2 separate regions of the Mus musculus genome follow, and region 2 is linked to region 1. The links are chromatin contacts, called in public HiChIP or PLAC-seq maps. All regions are on one chromosome and are shown on one strand. Each heading gives the region's core, a stretch centred on a gene start, on an enhancer-like site or on the middle of the called end of the contact. The rest is flanking DNA. Distances are from core to core; before and after follow the strand shown. Region 1 overlaps Gm38937 (a long non-coding RNA gene). Region 2 has its middle 33 kb from the start of Ypel2.

The links. HiChIP or PLAC-seq counts read pairs in DNA pulled down with a chosen protein or histone mark.
Region 2: a contact with region 1 is called in an HNF4G HiChIP or PLAC-seq map of pancreatic cancer cells. The contact joins two enhancer-like sites. A contact is called at or near these places in 1 of 484 Hi-C or Micro-C datasets (the N1E-115 cell line) and 1 of 115 datasets of contacts at active chromatin or transcription factors (pancreatic cancer cells).

Annotation. Positions count from the first base shown.
Region 1 is chr11:86,378,445-86,381,973 of GRCm38.p6, forward strand. All of the region lies in intron 1 of Gm38937 (a long non-coding RNA gene), which reads right to left. Among named protein-coding and RNA genes, the nearest start is that of Gm38937, 3.9 kb to the right of the region's middle. Within about 2 kb of position 2,162, at least 81 of the 459 cell types and tissues checked have an H3K27ac peak or open chromatin away from gene starts, as enhancers often do. A contact at or near this core is called in pancreatic cancer cells, where this site is marked.
Region 2 is chr11:87,024,598-87,028,134 of GRCm38.p6, forward strand. No RefSeq gene overlaps it. Among named protein-coding and RNA genes, the nearest start is that of Ypel2, 33 kb to the left of the region's middle. Within about 2 kb of position 2,149, at least 91 of the 459 cell types and tissues checked have an H3K27ac peak or open chromatin away from gene starts, as enhancers often do. A contact at or near this core is called in pancreatic cancer cells, where this site is marked.

The sequences.
Region 1 (3,529 bases), core at 912-3,411:
TGGTTGTGAGCCACCATGTGGTTGCTGGGATTTGAACTCCGGACCTTCGGAAGAGCAGTCGGGTGCTCTTACCCACTGAGCCATCTCACCAGCCCCGCAAGATCCTATTTAAAAAAAAAAAAAAAAAGTAAAAGTTTAAAAAGTCAAAGAAAGTTCTACCTAAAGTCCCCGAGGGAACCCTTTGTCAGCCATTTTCATATACGTGGGCTAAATTGCACACCAAAATTGCACGGTCATGTGCACAGTGGAAACTGCATGGGGTTGAGTACCTGACAGACCTAGCTGAGATTCCAAACGACTGGCTAGGATCAGCTATGTAACTTTGCACAGAGTATTTAGCTACTCAGAATCTCACTTTCCTTGGCTATAAAATGAAGTTAATATCTATTGGAAAGGATCCCTGTAGAAGTTAATATAAATCTCACTGCACAAGCACATTGACGCTAATCACAGTTTCTACTGATTTCTTTCCTCCTTTCTTCTCCTTGTTTGTTTGTTTGGACAGTCTCACTGTGTATCACAGGCTAGCCTACCCTCACATTCTGGATCCTCCTCTCTCCTTGCCAAACTGAGATTGCCTGCTTGAGCCAACATAACCACTTCTGCTGGTCTCCAATGGAAAGGACTAGATTTTATTTATCATGAGGTTTCTTCTTTCTAGCAATTTGTGCTTTTGAGACGCATCTTGAATGCTGTCATGATCCTAGATGTTCTTATCAGACCACAGAAGGATTGGTAATTACAGTGTGCGGGGCAGAATAATTGCTTCCCTAAAAGATGTGTGTCCTAATCCAAGGTAATCGGTGAATATATTATGTTACAAAGGGGATTTTACAGATGTAATTAAGGCTAAGGGACGTTGCAAGATTATTCTGGAATCCCCACAGAGAACCTTTGCCAGCTGACATCAGTTGGAGGGAGAAGGGACCATGAAAGAGGGTCAGATATGTAACACAAACAAGGCGCAGCATGCTGGCTTTGGAAGTGAAGGAGGGAGCCAGAAGCCTGTAGAAGCTGAGAAAAAGTGAGGCGCCTTCCCTAGAGCTTCCAGAAAAAGCAAGCAGCTCTGATGATACCTTGGTTTGAACCCAGTCAGGTCTGTATCCAACTCCTACCCCACTAACTACAAGATAATGAATTTGTGCCATTTAGGCAAGTCAACATATGGTAACTTGTTAAAGCAGCAATAGTAAATAAAGAGATTTAGATACCAAAAAGGACTCAAGACTGTCAGGGAACTTACAGCTTGGTGGGTTGTCATTAAGTAATTAATAATGCACAGAAGTCTAGAAGTTAACATCGGTAATGATGAAGATGGTCAATCTTCATAATATCCCCTAAAATTATTCTAAAGTAATATTTAATTTTTCTTACTAATGTTTAATTTAAAGATGAAGGTACAATAGAGCAAATTTGTTTGCTTTTGCTTCAGCAGGATAAAAATTCCACTGAAACAGAGATAAATATAGTATGTTACGGCCAGGAGTAGTGATGTATGTCTTTAATGCCGGCATTTGGGAGGTAGAAACAGGATACTTGTGAGTCTGAGGTGAGCCTGTTCTACATAGCAAGCTCCAGGCTAGCCAGGGTGCAGAGTGAGATCCTATCTTGAAAAGAAAATCATTTTTTTCTTTTTCTTTTTTCTCTTTGTTTTGTTTTGTTTTAAAGATAGGGTCTCACTACATAGCTCTGGCGCTCTGGCTGTCCTGGAACTCATCGCAGACCAGTAAACTAGGCTGACTTCAAACTCATAGAGATCCGCCTGCCTCTGCCTCCCGAGTGCCGGGATTAAAAGCATGCACTACTATGCCCAGCTTAAATATAATTAAAATAAAGTTTATTTATATAGGGGGTCTAGGTTGAGTCTAAGGTGGTATCTCCACTTTGAATAAAAACATGTCTAAGTTTCCACACAGCTTGACTGCCAGTCTGCTGAAAGGGGTGATGACTTCACGAGCTAAGTAATACTAATTGATCTTCCAGAGCTGAGATGACCAACAAGTGCCAGTTCATCAGGTTAGCCTCAGGGAGTTTTATTGTAAGAGTCCATGTTCACAGGACCCTAGGGAAGACAGGCTACTAGAGTCAGGAAGCGCTGAGTAGGAAGGAAGCTCTGGCCTCAAGGAATGAGTTCCGAGGTGACTCAGTCCTCCCTTGTGCCTGCCATGCCTTCTGCTCACTACTGCCTAGCTCTCGTGTCATTTACACTGTGGGTATTTTTACACACTGTTGGCTCTGCTTATTCATAACTTGGCTTACTCATAACCTGACTCAGTCAGACCTTTGATTCATTACATTCCTCTCCTGATATTTCCAACTTCTCTCTACTCCACCGATTGCCAGCTTTAGTCAGGGATTTTTTTTTCCTTTCATTGAAAATTAGCCATTGAGCACCTACTGGGTGCACCCGTGTGCCTTCTTCTCCAGTCAGAGAAAGAAAGATGTCAGCTGAATAATTACGAAATCGACTCAAGCACATTCTGACTTACTACGTGTGCTTGTTCGCGTGAGGCTCGTGGATAAGTTGTTCAGTGCTTTCTGCACTAGCTGCCCTCAGGAACACGAGTAACAGGTTGTCCCATTTAACACCACATGACCCTCCCCATCTCCTGAGGTCAAGGCAGCTGATTAAACTAAGGATTGGCACTTGACCAAGAACTATTAATACATTGGTTGGCCAGCAACCAGCAGTTTAACTCTAATAAACTTCCCTTACAAGAAAGGGATTATAATGATACATGGCATACATTCTATAAAAATGATACCTTTACCATGATGGGGTGGGGTAAACCTTATACTTCAGAGAAGCCTTCCATCCACTGTGGAAGAGAAAGCTAGAGGCTACTTGTTTGATTCAGGAGCTCTGAGTACAGGACAGGGCAGGGAGTGAACAGGGCTGGCTTTGAGCAGATCACAGGTCCTTCATGGATCACTTAAATGATAGCCAGAGTAAGGATTAGGGAACCTGTGTGAAGTTCCTTTGTGCAAAAGAATCAGTATCCGTAGCCCTGGGTAGGAATAAATGATCATCTTCAAGAGGATTGTTTCTCAGGGATTCTATGGGACGGTCCTTGGTCTGGGTCCAAGTGCATAGATTTCAACACAGCACTGGCTCCTTATGCCAGGCTTTAGATCATCTTGTTTATTTAGGCAGTACTCAATGAAGTATTTTAGAGAAGCCATTCAAAATCATCACCACATAATACTAGCCTAGAACCTTGAGTCACTCCCTTCCACCCCCACTGCCATCCCCACTGGAAGCCAAAGACATAGTTTACTATGTCAATGAAGGTCAGACTGAAGGGCAGTCCCTCACACTTCTAATCGTTAAGCCATCGACAGGATGATAGCATGACTCAGTTCTTTACATGTTTTGTGCAGTGTTACTACCAGTGAGGCAAGAGGAGGTAAGGCTACGGGATCTTGAATTAGTAATAGCTTTCTCTTTGAGCCAGACTGACTAAAGGGCTGGTGGTTCTTGGGAATTTGTGTTTTCTGGGTTTTGGAACAGGATGTTGGCACATTTGTT
Region 2 (3,537 bases), core at 899-3,398, 650 kb after region 1:
ACAAACAAAACAAACAAACAAACAAACAAACAAGAGAGATTTTGTGTGTGTGTATATGAGATTGTAAGTATAAGATTGTGTGTGTGTGAGCGTGTGCATGTATGTGTGTGTGCGTGTGCACATGCACGATTTTTCTATATAGCTCATGCTGGCCTTGAACTTGCCATCTTCTTGCATCTGCCTTCTAGACACTGCAACTACAAGCATGTGCTCAAAGTTATCTGCTAGGGAGGTAGAAGCAGGAGGATTCCTGGGACTGGCTGCCCTTTAGCCTATCCTAGAACATAAACTCCAAGTGTTCAGGAATGGGAGCTGCCTTAAAGGACTGAAGAGAAAAACTTCCAACACTTTTCCTGCCCTCTACATGCAAGGACAGGCACACACATCTGCACATATATGTGCACACACACACACACACACACACACACACACACACACACTCATAACTGTTGTGCCATCTCCCCAGACCCCACCTTACTTTTTAAGACAGGGTCTCTTCATTGGCCTGGAGCTTACAATTAGGGTAGACTGACTGGCCATAGGGCTCCTCCTGTCTCAGCCTCCCAGTGCTGGGGTTACAGGGTGGTCAAATAGCCTTGATTTTTTTCTTTTTCACTTGAGTTCCAGGGATTGAACTCAGGTGCTCTCCTGAGCTGTCTCCCCAGCCCTCTCCTGAGCTGTCTCCCCAGCCCTCTCCTGAGCTGTCTGTTTCCCCAGCCCTCTCCTGAGCTGTCTCCCCAGCCCTCTCCTGAGCTGTCTGTCTCCCCAGCCCTCATTTTGGCTTTTTGAGGCAGGGACCCACATAGGCACATCTGACTTTGAATTCGCTCTTCAAGTAAAGCTGGTTTTAAATTCATCATCTTCCTGCCTCACTTTCCCAGGATTGGGAAATCCTTGTAATTCCAGATGGTTTCTAAATGTTTATTTCAGAATCACATGGCCTACAAAATGATGACTTATAGTCATGTGCCCGACCAAAAGGGAAGAGGATGCTCTGTGGAGGAGGAGGGGCTGGGAAGAACATTTGCAAGGAACATTGGCAGCACACCCGAGGACATTATGTTAGTACTAAGAATTACTGCTTCACTACTGGTAAACTTTTTATTATTTTATTTTTAATTTTAAATTTTTATTTAAGGTATACTTACACTTATTTCCTTGAGACAGAATATTACTATGTAACTCAAACTCACCTGAAACATTGCTATGCTGGTCTCAAACTCACCATGTAACCCAGACTGCCCTCAAACTTGTAGAAATCCTCCTGCTTCAGACTTCCAGAGTGCCAGGATTATTTATATATGTGAGGCACAGTTTCTGCTTCTGCCTTTGTTTGTTTGTTTGTTTAAATTGTTTTGTTTTGTTTTTGTTTTTCAAAACAGAGATTCTCTGTGTAGCCCTGATTGTTCCAGAAATCACTCTTTAGACCAGGCTGTCCTAGAACTCACTCTGTAGACCAGGCTACCCTTACTCTCACACAGATCCACCTGCCCCTCCTCCTGAATGCTGAGATTAAAGGCATGTGCCGCCATGCTAGGCAATTTCTGCCCTTTTCCTTTTTACAGCATTAATAAGAGCTGACCATGTTTGCAAATCACAAAAGGTTGAGATCACGTTAGGCGGCCCGAAGACTAGCTGGTTTTACCTGCTCAGGGATTCGTCAAGCCTGTTGCCAACTTTGTTTGCTTTCCTTCTTTAGATTGTTTGTAAGTACTAGAGATTGAATTTAGGGCCTCTCACATGCTGGCCTAGCATCCTACCACCCCATCACTCTGCCATGTATCGGATTCCCAGCTCCTTATAAATACCAGGGGTGGAAGAGCATGCCTGTACTCCCATTGCTTGGGAAATAGAGGGAGAGGATCAGGAGTACAAGGCCAGGCTTGGGTCAAGAGAGAAAGAGAGAGAGAAAAGAAAGAGATGAGGGAGAAGGGAAGGAAGGAGAGGAGGGCAGGGTAAGAAAGGAAGAGAAGGAAGGAAAAGAAAGAGCAAGAAAAATATCCAGGGACATTTCTTTTGGCTAACTTCCCAGATGAGTTGGCCAGAGAACAAGCAGGAAATGAAGACATAGGCAAGTAGGCATGGTGACAGTTGTTTAACAGGAGGTCATTTGCATGGGCGTGGAGGAACCTCAAGCTCAAGCAGGAACAGTGGCCCTCACCTCCGAGTGGAGGACATTGCTTGCTACTAGAACCTAAGAGGAAGGCTGCCCTGGGCACACAGATGTCTCCAAATAAGCTTGTCCTTCTGGCACAGGACGTTAGCCCAAAGTAATCCAAGAGAGAGGCCTCGGAGAATAAACACTAACCTCACTCTTTCTGGTCTCAAGGATAGTTCCATAGTGGCTCACAAACACTGTCACAGCTCTCTGTAACTCCAGGTCCAGAGGGTATGGTGCTCTCTTCTGACTCCAAGGGCACCAGGCACATGCAGACAAGCATTTGTATACATGAAAGAAAATAAATTTAATTCTTAAAAAAGTAACATGCCAGTTCTAAGTGTTAAGATTCACAGACGTTTAGCCAGACATAGTGGGACATCTTAGCACATGGAGGGACGAGGCAGGGGCAGGGACAGAGGCAGATCTCTGTGTTTGAGGCCAACCTTGTCTACAGAACAAGTTCCAGAGCAGCCAGGACAACACAGAGAAACCCTGTCTAAACAAGCAAAAACAAACATAAAATTCATGTGTTTTTTGTTTTGTTTTGTTTTGTTTGTTTTTTTTGTTTTTTGTTTTTGAGAAAGGGTTTCTCTGTGTAGCCCTGGCTGTCCTGGAACTCACTTTGTAGACCAGGCTGGCCTCAAACTCTGAAATCTGCCTGCCTCTGCCTCCACAGTGCTGGGATTAAAGGCGTGTGCCACCACTGCCCAGCTTAATGTTTTTGGCTTTTTTTTTTTTTAATGGTCTTGTTTTTATTTTTGGAATAGGATCTTACTGTGTAGCCAAGGCTAGTCTAAGGCTAATTGTGTAGCCCAGGTTGCCTTCAAACCTATGACAATTCTTCTACCCCAGTGTCCCAAATATTGGAATTATGGGTTTGAGCCACCATCCCTGGCATTATTTTTTGGTCTTTTTTTTTTTTTTTTTTTGGTTTTGTTTTGTTTTTTTTGAGACAGGGTTTCTCTGTATATCCCGGGCTGTCCTGGAACTCACTTTGTAGACCAGGCTGGCCTCGAACTCAGAAATCCACCTGCCTCTGCCTCCCGAGTGCTGGGATTAAAGGCATGCGCCACCACGCCCGGCTTGTTTTTTGGTCTTAAGATTCTCTTTCTTCATTTAAAAACAAAAACGGAGAGATGGCTCAGAAGTTGGGAGCACTGACTGCTCTTCCAGAAGACCCAGGGTCAATTCCCAGCACCTACATGACAGCTCATAACTTCTGTAACTCCAGTTCCAGGAAATCTGACATCCTCGAAGAGGCATACATGCAGGCAAAACACCAATGCAAATTAAAAAGAAAAAGTCAAAGAATCATCAGAGACTAGCAAGTACATTTGACACACAGGGGTGGTCCCCTTTTCAACTCAAATTGGGGA